2 separate regions of the Sus scrofa genome follow, and region 2 is linked to region 1. Evidence: chromatin contacts called from public HiChIP or PLAC-seq data. All regions are on one chromosome and are shown on one strand. Each heading gives the region's core, a stretch centred on a gene start, on an enhancer-like site or on the middle of the called end of the contact. The rest is flanking DNA. Distances are from core to core; before and after follow the strand shown.

Region 1 (3,839 bases), core at 686-3,185:
CTTGCCAAGCTGACACCGTAGGCTAGTGCTGCTGTCCAACCCCTTTTACAGACCAGGAGAGTGAGGCCAGAGGTGGGGTCGCTCAGCCTGTCCCCACAAGCTAGTGGGTGCTGAGGCCAGATTGCAGGGGGTCTGACTCTAGAGCAGTTCAGCAGAAGCCCCACCCGGCCAAGGCGGGTCACAGATGATAGGGCCACAGAGTCAGGAAGTGGCTGGGCCTGGCTGGCACCGCGGGGTCTGCACGCCGAGCCCCCACCATCCCGGCAGGACCCACGTCTGTGTGTTCCCTGGACACTTCCCCCGGAGGCACTGGTGCCCTCGGTGGAGATGGGCTCCTGGCTGAGCTGTGTGTTGCTGGGTGGAGGGAGAAGCATCTGCGTCCCGCCCTCGAAAGCTGCTCTCGCGTCTCACGCGGGAACCTTGGTCTGGACCCCGCCTCCTTCAGCCGAGGCCCCCTGCCCTGAAGGCTGAGATAGAGAAGCCTGATTTGCCCCCAGAGCGAGCCCCAAAGCGCCCAGGGCTGACAGAAGGGGTTGCGGACCCAGTGCAAAGTGCTCCTTTGGCAGCTGTGGGCTTTGGAGGCGCGCAGAGGCTTTATGTGTCCGTAACAGATGTGGGCTCTGCAGCCCCTCCGTGCCCCCAGTTCGAGGTGGCTCGTGTGCTTGGCGGCGTTCTTGGTTTTCTGTCTTGGGGTTGGTTTCACCTGCGGTCCGCCGGCCCTGGTGAGGTTGGGAGGCAGCTGGGCAGCTCTGCGCCAGAGGCAGCGAGGGCAGTGCGCGATGCGGGGTCCTGTCCCAGGAGCCTGTGTCCCTCTGTGTCCCTGTCCCAGGCCTGCAGCCCGGGCCCCGCTTCCCCCACCCCCACCCCCACCCCCAGCAGGTCCTGCCAGCTGGCGGCTCTGGGAGTCTGAAAGCCGGGGACATGGCCGTGTGACAAAGCACATCTTAGATTTTAATACTCGCTCACACTATATATAGCCCTCTGGGGCCTGGCCTCGGGGCAACAGAGAAGCGAGGAGAGCGTTTAACGCAAAGTGCAGCGGGGCCGAGAAGAAGGTTTAAAACTGGTGCCACAGCTGACGGGGGGGCAGGCAAAGGCCCGGAGAGGCGGGAGGTGCACTCGCGTGTAACTTCGGCCTCCTAGAGAAGGGGGTGTCCCTGTCATCGCGGATAAGCTCGCTTAGCAGCTGGGGAAGGAAGGAGAATGGGGGACCCGCAGGCGCGGGAAGCTGCGCTGGCGCACGCGTAGGAGACGCGTGGGTAACACCGTCCCCATGTGTGGAAGGAATTGTGTGAATTCGTGTGTATTTTCCACATTCGTTCTTCTTTTATATTAAAGGCATTTGTTCTTACAGAGTTTTTATCTAGAGGCCATGGGGTTTGTTTTCAGACTCAGTCGTGTCCGCTGAACCTGAAGATTCAGGGTTTTGGAGCCGTAGACCTGTCACCGAGTGAAACACAAACTCCGGAAAAGACAGGGGGGGGGTTTGAAGGTGGATGTGGGTCGGAAGCAGGTCCCTCAGTCCTGATCCAGCCCGGGGGGGGGGGCGCCGACTAGGAGGTGACGTGCTGGGCAGGAGCGGTGACCCTGCCCCCCGGAGAGCTCTGTTCCCGGGCCGCGCCTGCCTTCCCGCCAGCTGCGTGAGCTCTGAGTCAGCTGGGGACAGTCTTTGTGGGAAGGTGCCACCCTTGTGGGACCACATCCCAGCACCTCGCCCTCTCCTGCCAGACACCTCGCTGTGGAAATAAACACTCAAAACCACCAGGAAAAGGACAGAGAGCACGCTGGAGCCAGGCCTTGGGACCAGCTGACACTCGGGCCACAGGTGCACCAGCTCCCAAGTTGCACGTGGCAGCAGGTTGCAGGGCTGCAGGATTCTAGGAGGTTTGGCAGAGGCCGAGTGCAGAGAACACACGTGCTCAGGCTGAGCGTCCTGCTCCTGGTTCGCTGCCCCGGGAGAAAGCGAGCCCGGATTCTTCTGGAGTATCGGTCTGAGCCGCGTGTTGTGGTCATGCTGTCATCACCTCCTCCCGGGGCAGGAGCGCCGGTGGGGAAGGATTGCATCAGGCCCGGGCCGGGGCCTGATTGGTCCCCAGCGGCTGGGTTCCCTGCGGAGCCGAGTAGGAACGTCCCCACTGCCCAGACCGCCTGCCCGCCAGGGTCCGTCCCCACCGCGGCCGTCTGGAGGGGGCCCTGCCTGCCCGGGACAGTTGGGAGAGGCTGGGGACAAACTCCCCTTCGAGAGGCAGTCCCGGTTTAAAATGCCGACTTGCTCCTCTGACTGCCTTTTCCGAGCTGTTGAGGTAAGATTTTTTTTAGGCCTCTCACGTTCCCCTAAAGGCTGCAGCCCCGTTGCTTTTGTGGCTGGGCAGGGGGGTTTGGGGTCCTCTGGATTTCGGCTTGGCCAGCATCCCCTGGCCTGGGTGCTGCTCGTAGGGGACGGCTTTGAGCAGTACGGGGGAGATGGAGCCTGCGTGTCATTTCGAAGGGGAAGTGGCCAGAGAATGTCGTGACTGCCCTTACTCTGCCCTTCTTCTGCGTGTTTTGTGCTTCGGCAAAGTCACATCGCCTTCCTAAGCCCCAGTGAACACGAGGTGGGGGGGGGCAGGAGGGGGCAGTGGGTACACTGGGGACCTAGGAAGAGAGACCTGCTGGACAAAGTTGGGATTTCTGCAGGCTTCAGTTGCTTTGTTTCTACAGTTGGTTCACCTGCAAAGCACCCAATCCCAAAACCGCCAGCAGGACTTCCCAAGACAGGCTATGGAGAAGCAGCCCACACCCCAGCTGGCCAGTGTCCCCGAGATACCCTGACCCTGGGCAGTGTAGTAATCCCGCCTGCTCTGGGCGGGGGTGCGGATGGGCGTGTCCTCAGACCCACGGCCTTCGGGTCGCCTGCTGCCTGGAAGCACAGTTATGCATGTGTGGGAGCCCTGCTGCCTATGCTTGTTTCTGTTTTCTTTCGTGTTAGTGTTTATTTCTGAAAACCCAGAGTTGTTCATCTGTAGGTGTCCCCTTCTTGTGTTGCAGGATGTTAAAGTCTTTAGTGAAGATGGGACGTGCAAAGTGGTGGAGATTCTGGCGGACATGACAGCCAGGGACCTGTGCCAGTTGCTGGTTTATAGAAGTCATTGTGTGGATGACAACAGCTGGACGCTGGTGGAGCACCACCCGCATCTGGGATTAGGTAGGGAGCAACCCCAGGGAGGGGCAGCACCAGGGAGGGAGCAGCACTAGGGAGGGGCAGCACCAGGTGGGGAGCAGCACCAGGGAGGGGCAGCACCAGGGAGGGGCAGCACCAGGTGGGGAGCAGCACCAGGGAGGGGCAGCACCAGGTGGGGAGCAGCACCAGGGAGGGGCAGCACCAGGTGGGGAGCAGCACCAGGGAGGGGCAATGCCTGATGGAGAACAGCACCCTGTGGGGAGCAGCACTGGGTACTTGGTGTGACATCAAGGGAAGACCACCCTCGGCCGACGGTCACTGAGTATCCCCTGCCAGTGTAGGAGGTGGTCTGTGTGTTGTCCTCCTGCCTCTTGTCTTTCTCCTAAAAATCTCACCTTCCTCCACCCGACTCCTCTCCCCTCTGGTGCTTTCAGAATCTCGCTCTTGGATGGTTGAAGCAGGGGTTCCCAAGGGCTCAGACACTAAAGCAGGGTCTCTGATTCAGCAGGAGGTCTGGGCGGTGAGAGACATGGGGGCTCCCTGCACACTTGTGGAGGGGCCCTGGGCCGGTTCTGGCATCACCACAGAGCAGATTCTCCCCCCGACGGGCCAGGGCCAGGCGGCCACAGCGACAGCCTGCAGGAGGGCACGGGGAGGCCCCCAGGCATGGGCGCGGGCC
Region 2 (3,839 bases), core at 853-3,352, 120 kb before region 1:
GAGCACACGGCCCGGGACATTTGGAATCTGCAGCAGGGCAAGGCCCTAAGGTGCAGTCTGCCCACAGGATCGGCTGGCCCGGATCCCTGCTCAGGGACAGCTGCAGCTTCCACAGTCACGACTAGACTGACACGTTGATGAACTTGGACCAGACTGTGGTGCTGCGTGGGCCCTGCCTGGAGGGCGAGGCAGGCAAGGGCTGCGTGGAGTCGGGGTATGTGGGGAATGAGGGCTTGCCCTAGGAATTCTGGGCATCGATGTCAGCGTGAAAACACGTGGGGTCATTTATTTTCATACCTTCTTGGTGGAGCGTAAATGTTTGAAAACCCATGCATTTTGAGACGGATAAACAGGATAACTGACTCCGGAGTGCACTTTGGGATGCGGGGGGAGAAATATTAAAAAGGACATGGTCAGATCAACGGGTAGAATTGCCATATGGACCAAGAATACATACACATATCTTGTCAATATAAATCTACAAATTTAGTAAGTGTACTGTGGCTCCGTAAGGTAACACCCCTGCTCACAGGAAAGATATACCCAAGCGGACAGGGGTGAGGGGGCTGTGGCAGATGGAACTCACCTACAAATGATTCAGGAAATAATAGGTCTCTGTATAACGGGCTCTTCGAGCATCTACGACAAAGCTGCTCGGCTTTCTGGCTGGCCTGGCGCGGGCTCTCCTTGCTGATGGAAGCCTTCAGCAAAGCTGTAAAATTCAAAGCTCATGCAGCCTTGGAAAAGACGGCCCAAGCCTGATTTCTCTTCTCTAATTCGCTCTGGGCCTTGCGCGGACGGCAGGACTCTGTGTTCTGTTGGGTTCTTTCCGGAACCAGCTCCTTCGCATTATTCTCTCTAGGATTTCAACTTAGAGTTTTCTGGGCTTGGACCCATGAGCAGATATTTTCTGGAGGCTTATTTTAGTTACGGGAATGGATGACCTTTGATGCACACATCCCGCCAAAGGTGGGACAAGGCAGAGCTATAAAAAGTGCCCTAAAGGGTTCGAGCAGAATCCTCCCTCCGCACTCACCAGCGACTCGGCCTCCCGCAAGTTACTTAACCTCTGAGGGATTCATTCCCCAGTCCCTACAGTGGGTGTCTCCTAGGGCCAGTGTGGGGCCTAATTAAGAGGACTGAGGAACGTGTGGCACCAAACACATGCTCAAGAAAGCTCAGCTATTACTGCGTCTAGAACATCAAAACCCAGAGGAAGGCGTAATTATTGTTATTACCCTATTTGTATTCGCATTTTGACTCAGCAGAGACAGTCATCGTTATAGCAATGCCAATGGCTCCCATGAATTCCGGGGTTCCTTCTGGCCAGTCGCTGTAGGTTGCGAGGAACACCTCCTTTAACCCCAGGACTTCATCACCGAGGCGGGCTTAGGAGCCCATTTCGAAGATGAGGACTTTGAGGCCCGATGGCCCCGAGACCAGTCCTGAGGCCTCCCCCCTCCACCGCCCGATACTGACACGCTGATGGGAGTCGAGGCTCCAGCCCCTGCTGGCGGCGACTGGACTCTCCAGCCCAGGTAACCGTTGCCCGGGGGCCGCAGCAACTCTGTCTGGTCCTCCCGCTGCGCCCGCGAGGGAGGATTTGGGCCGCACAGTTCATACTTGAGTTTCAAAGAACCGGCTTCCAAATTGCCTTCCAGGCTGGGTCCGATGCGTCCTGCCCGGGTGCCCGAGCCCGGGTGGTCGGGGCCCCGCGCCCCCCGCGCGCCGCCCTGCGCCCAGGCCTCAGCTCCGCCCGCGCTGGCAGCCCCGAGCGGTCCGGGCTGCGGTGGCGGTGGCGGCGGCGGCGGCGGCGGTGGCGGGAGGAGGAGCAGGAAAAGCCACCGGGGGAGGAGGCGGAGGCGGAGGCGGAGGCGGAGGCGGCGGCGGCGGCGGGCGGGGCCGGGCGGATTTAAAGCCCATCGAGGGGGTGGGGAGGCCGGGAGGAGGCAGGAAAGGACGCGAGCGGCGCGCTGCGGCGGGCTGGGCGCTCGGAGGCCGCGGAGACCCGCGCGGAGCCCAAAGTTTGCGCGCAGCCCCCGGGCGGCGGCGCGCGGGAGCCGGGACCGCCCTGCGCGCCGCCCTCGCCCCGCGGGACCCGCGCCGCCCCGGCCGCGCCGAGGGTGGCGGGCGGCCAGGCGGAGGCGGCCGGGAGCGGCGCCGCGGCAGGTACGGAGTTGGTCGCGAGCGCGGCGCCAAGTTACTTTGTGGCCGGCGGGCGGGCGGCGGTCCCGGCGTCATTGTCTGCGCGCTGGCCGCCCGGGCCGAGGACGCCGGGCGCCGCGGGGGCGCGGCGGGCGGAAGGGCGTCGCCTCGGGTCGGGGGCTGCGGCGCGCAAGGGCGGGGACCCGGCGCGGCGCGGCGCGATCGCGACCCCGGGCAGCGGGGGAGCCCGGGCGGCGCCTGCGGGACCATCCCGCCCGACGCCGGCGGCTCGCGGGCCGGGCCGGGGCTGGGACAGGGGCTGCCCCGCCGGCCGTCAGGCCAAGGCCGCGCTCCCGGGCCGCCCGGGGGGTGGGCGCCCTTGCAGCCCCCGTGCGCCCGCGCCGGGCCACTGGGGCCCGGACACCCCCGAGGCGGAGCGCGGCCGGGCCTCGGGATCTCTCCCTTGGGTTCCGCTGGTGTCCCCGTTACCCGCCGCCGCCGCCGGGGCCCAGCCCCAAGTGGAGGGCTCGCGGATTAGCCGCCTGCCCGCCGGGGAAATGTGATAAGAGCTGAACAGAAGGAAATTTCTGATGCAACTCTCCGCCTCTGCCGATCGCCTCTCCAACGCCTGCCTGGCGACAGCCCAGGAGCATGTGCGTTATGGAAATGAGGGTAGTCTCCACTTTTTATTGTGTTCGTCTTTTTTGGGGATTGGAAGAAATGCCAACTTTGTGTCGTTTGCTTTGAAGAAACGGTGGGTCAAGTAGGAGAGCCACAGGTGACTTCGCCGGGGCCTGGATCTTTCTGACGCGTTGGAGAGCAGGCTTTCTTGCAGACACTGTACCCAGCTTCATGCAGGAGATGCGAAGAAAAAGCCCAAACAACTAGTGCTTGTGAGTAAACACGCGTGATTGCACAACTTTCTCTTTGTTGCTGTTGACGAGGCCCCGCGAGGAGCACTTTGTTTCTGAAAAAGCTGATTCCGCCGTTTGGAGCCCCCGAGTTTCAGAAATGGTGCTTTCTTGAACGTTTCGCTCAGTTTTACTAAGAACACATGTCAGCCCAGCAGCACGCTTTGACTGCGGTTTACAGCACTAAGCTGGCCATTTTTCCGCGAGCCGACCTAGACTTTCCCTCCTTCTTTCCAGGAGGAAAATTAGGTAGAATCTAGGTTTCTGCAGCAAAAGCAGTTCTGACTGATGGCAATGGAGGTGTCCTTTAGGGTAGTATTTTATTAGGGAAAAGCCCGGAAAGCAAAGTGTTTCCAGGCGTGATTCTAGGTGAGTGGGTTTTTCTGTTCAAAATCAGAACTGAAGGATGACTGCGCCTAATATTCGAGTTTTCCTGGGAACCCTTGAGAGAAGACGGCCACCGCAGGGAGGGAATTTGAGGGCACAGGGAGTTACGCACCCAGCAAGCTGCGGTGTAACTCGGAAGTGTAGCTACGGATACTTCTGTAGCATTTCCCACTTTGAGAGGCATGTTCAAAGCCTAACTGCTTTTGATCCCTTACAGCCCCCGTTCCCCACTTTACAGGTCTGGACACCAAGGCTCAGGAGGTTCCTTGGCATGCCCAGAGTCACGTGGCCAGCAAATGGCAGAGCCCAAGCTTTCGGGTTTTGTAGGTTTTTGGTTTTTTTTCAGTCCTGTGTGGTTCATGCTCTGTACAAGTACATCGGCCTCTAAAAGAGAAA

The links. HiChIP or PLAC-seq counts read pairs in DNA pulled down with a chosen protein or histone mark.
Region 2: an H3K27ac HiChIP or PLAC-seq map of skeletal muscle shows a contact between it and region 1. The contact joins the promoter of GRB10 here to the enhancer-like site in region 1. A contact is called at or near these places in 3 of 47 Hi-C or Micro-C datasets (alveolar macrophages, heart right ventricle and psoas muscle) and 1 of 2 datasets of contacts at active chromatin or transcription factors (skeletal muscle).

The regions. Positions count from the first base shown.
Region 1 is chr9:136,617,512-136,621,350 of Sscrofa11.1, reverse strand. GRB10 (growth factor receptor bound protein 10) reads left to right here. Exons shown (of 19, transcript NM_001134965.1): 8 at 3,028-3,184. Among named protein-coding and RNA genes, the nearest start is that of DDC, 48 kb to the right of the region's middle. Within about 2 kb of position 1,935, at least 6 of the 83 cell types and tissues checked have an H3K27ac peak or open chromatin away from gene starts, as enhancers often do. A contact at or near this core is called in skeletal muscle, where this site is marked.
Region 2 is chr9:136,740,808-136,744,646 of Sscrofa11.1, reverse strand. It overlaps GRB10 (growth factor receptor bound protein 10), which reads left to right and starts at 2,102. Exons shown (of 19, transcript NM_001134965.1): 1 at 2,102-2,169; 2 at 2,895-3,038.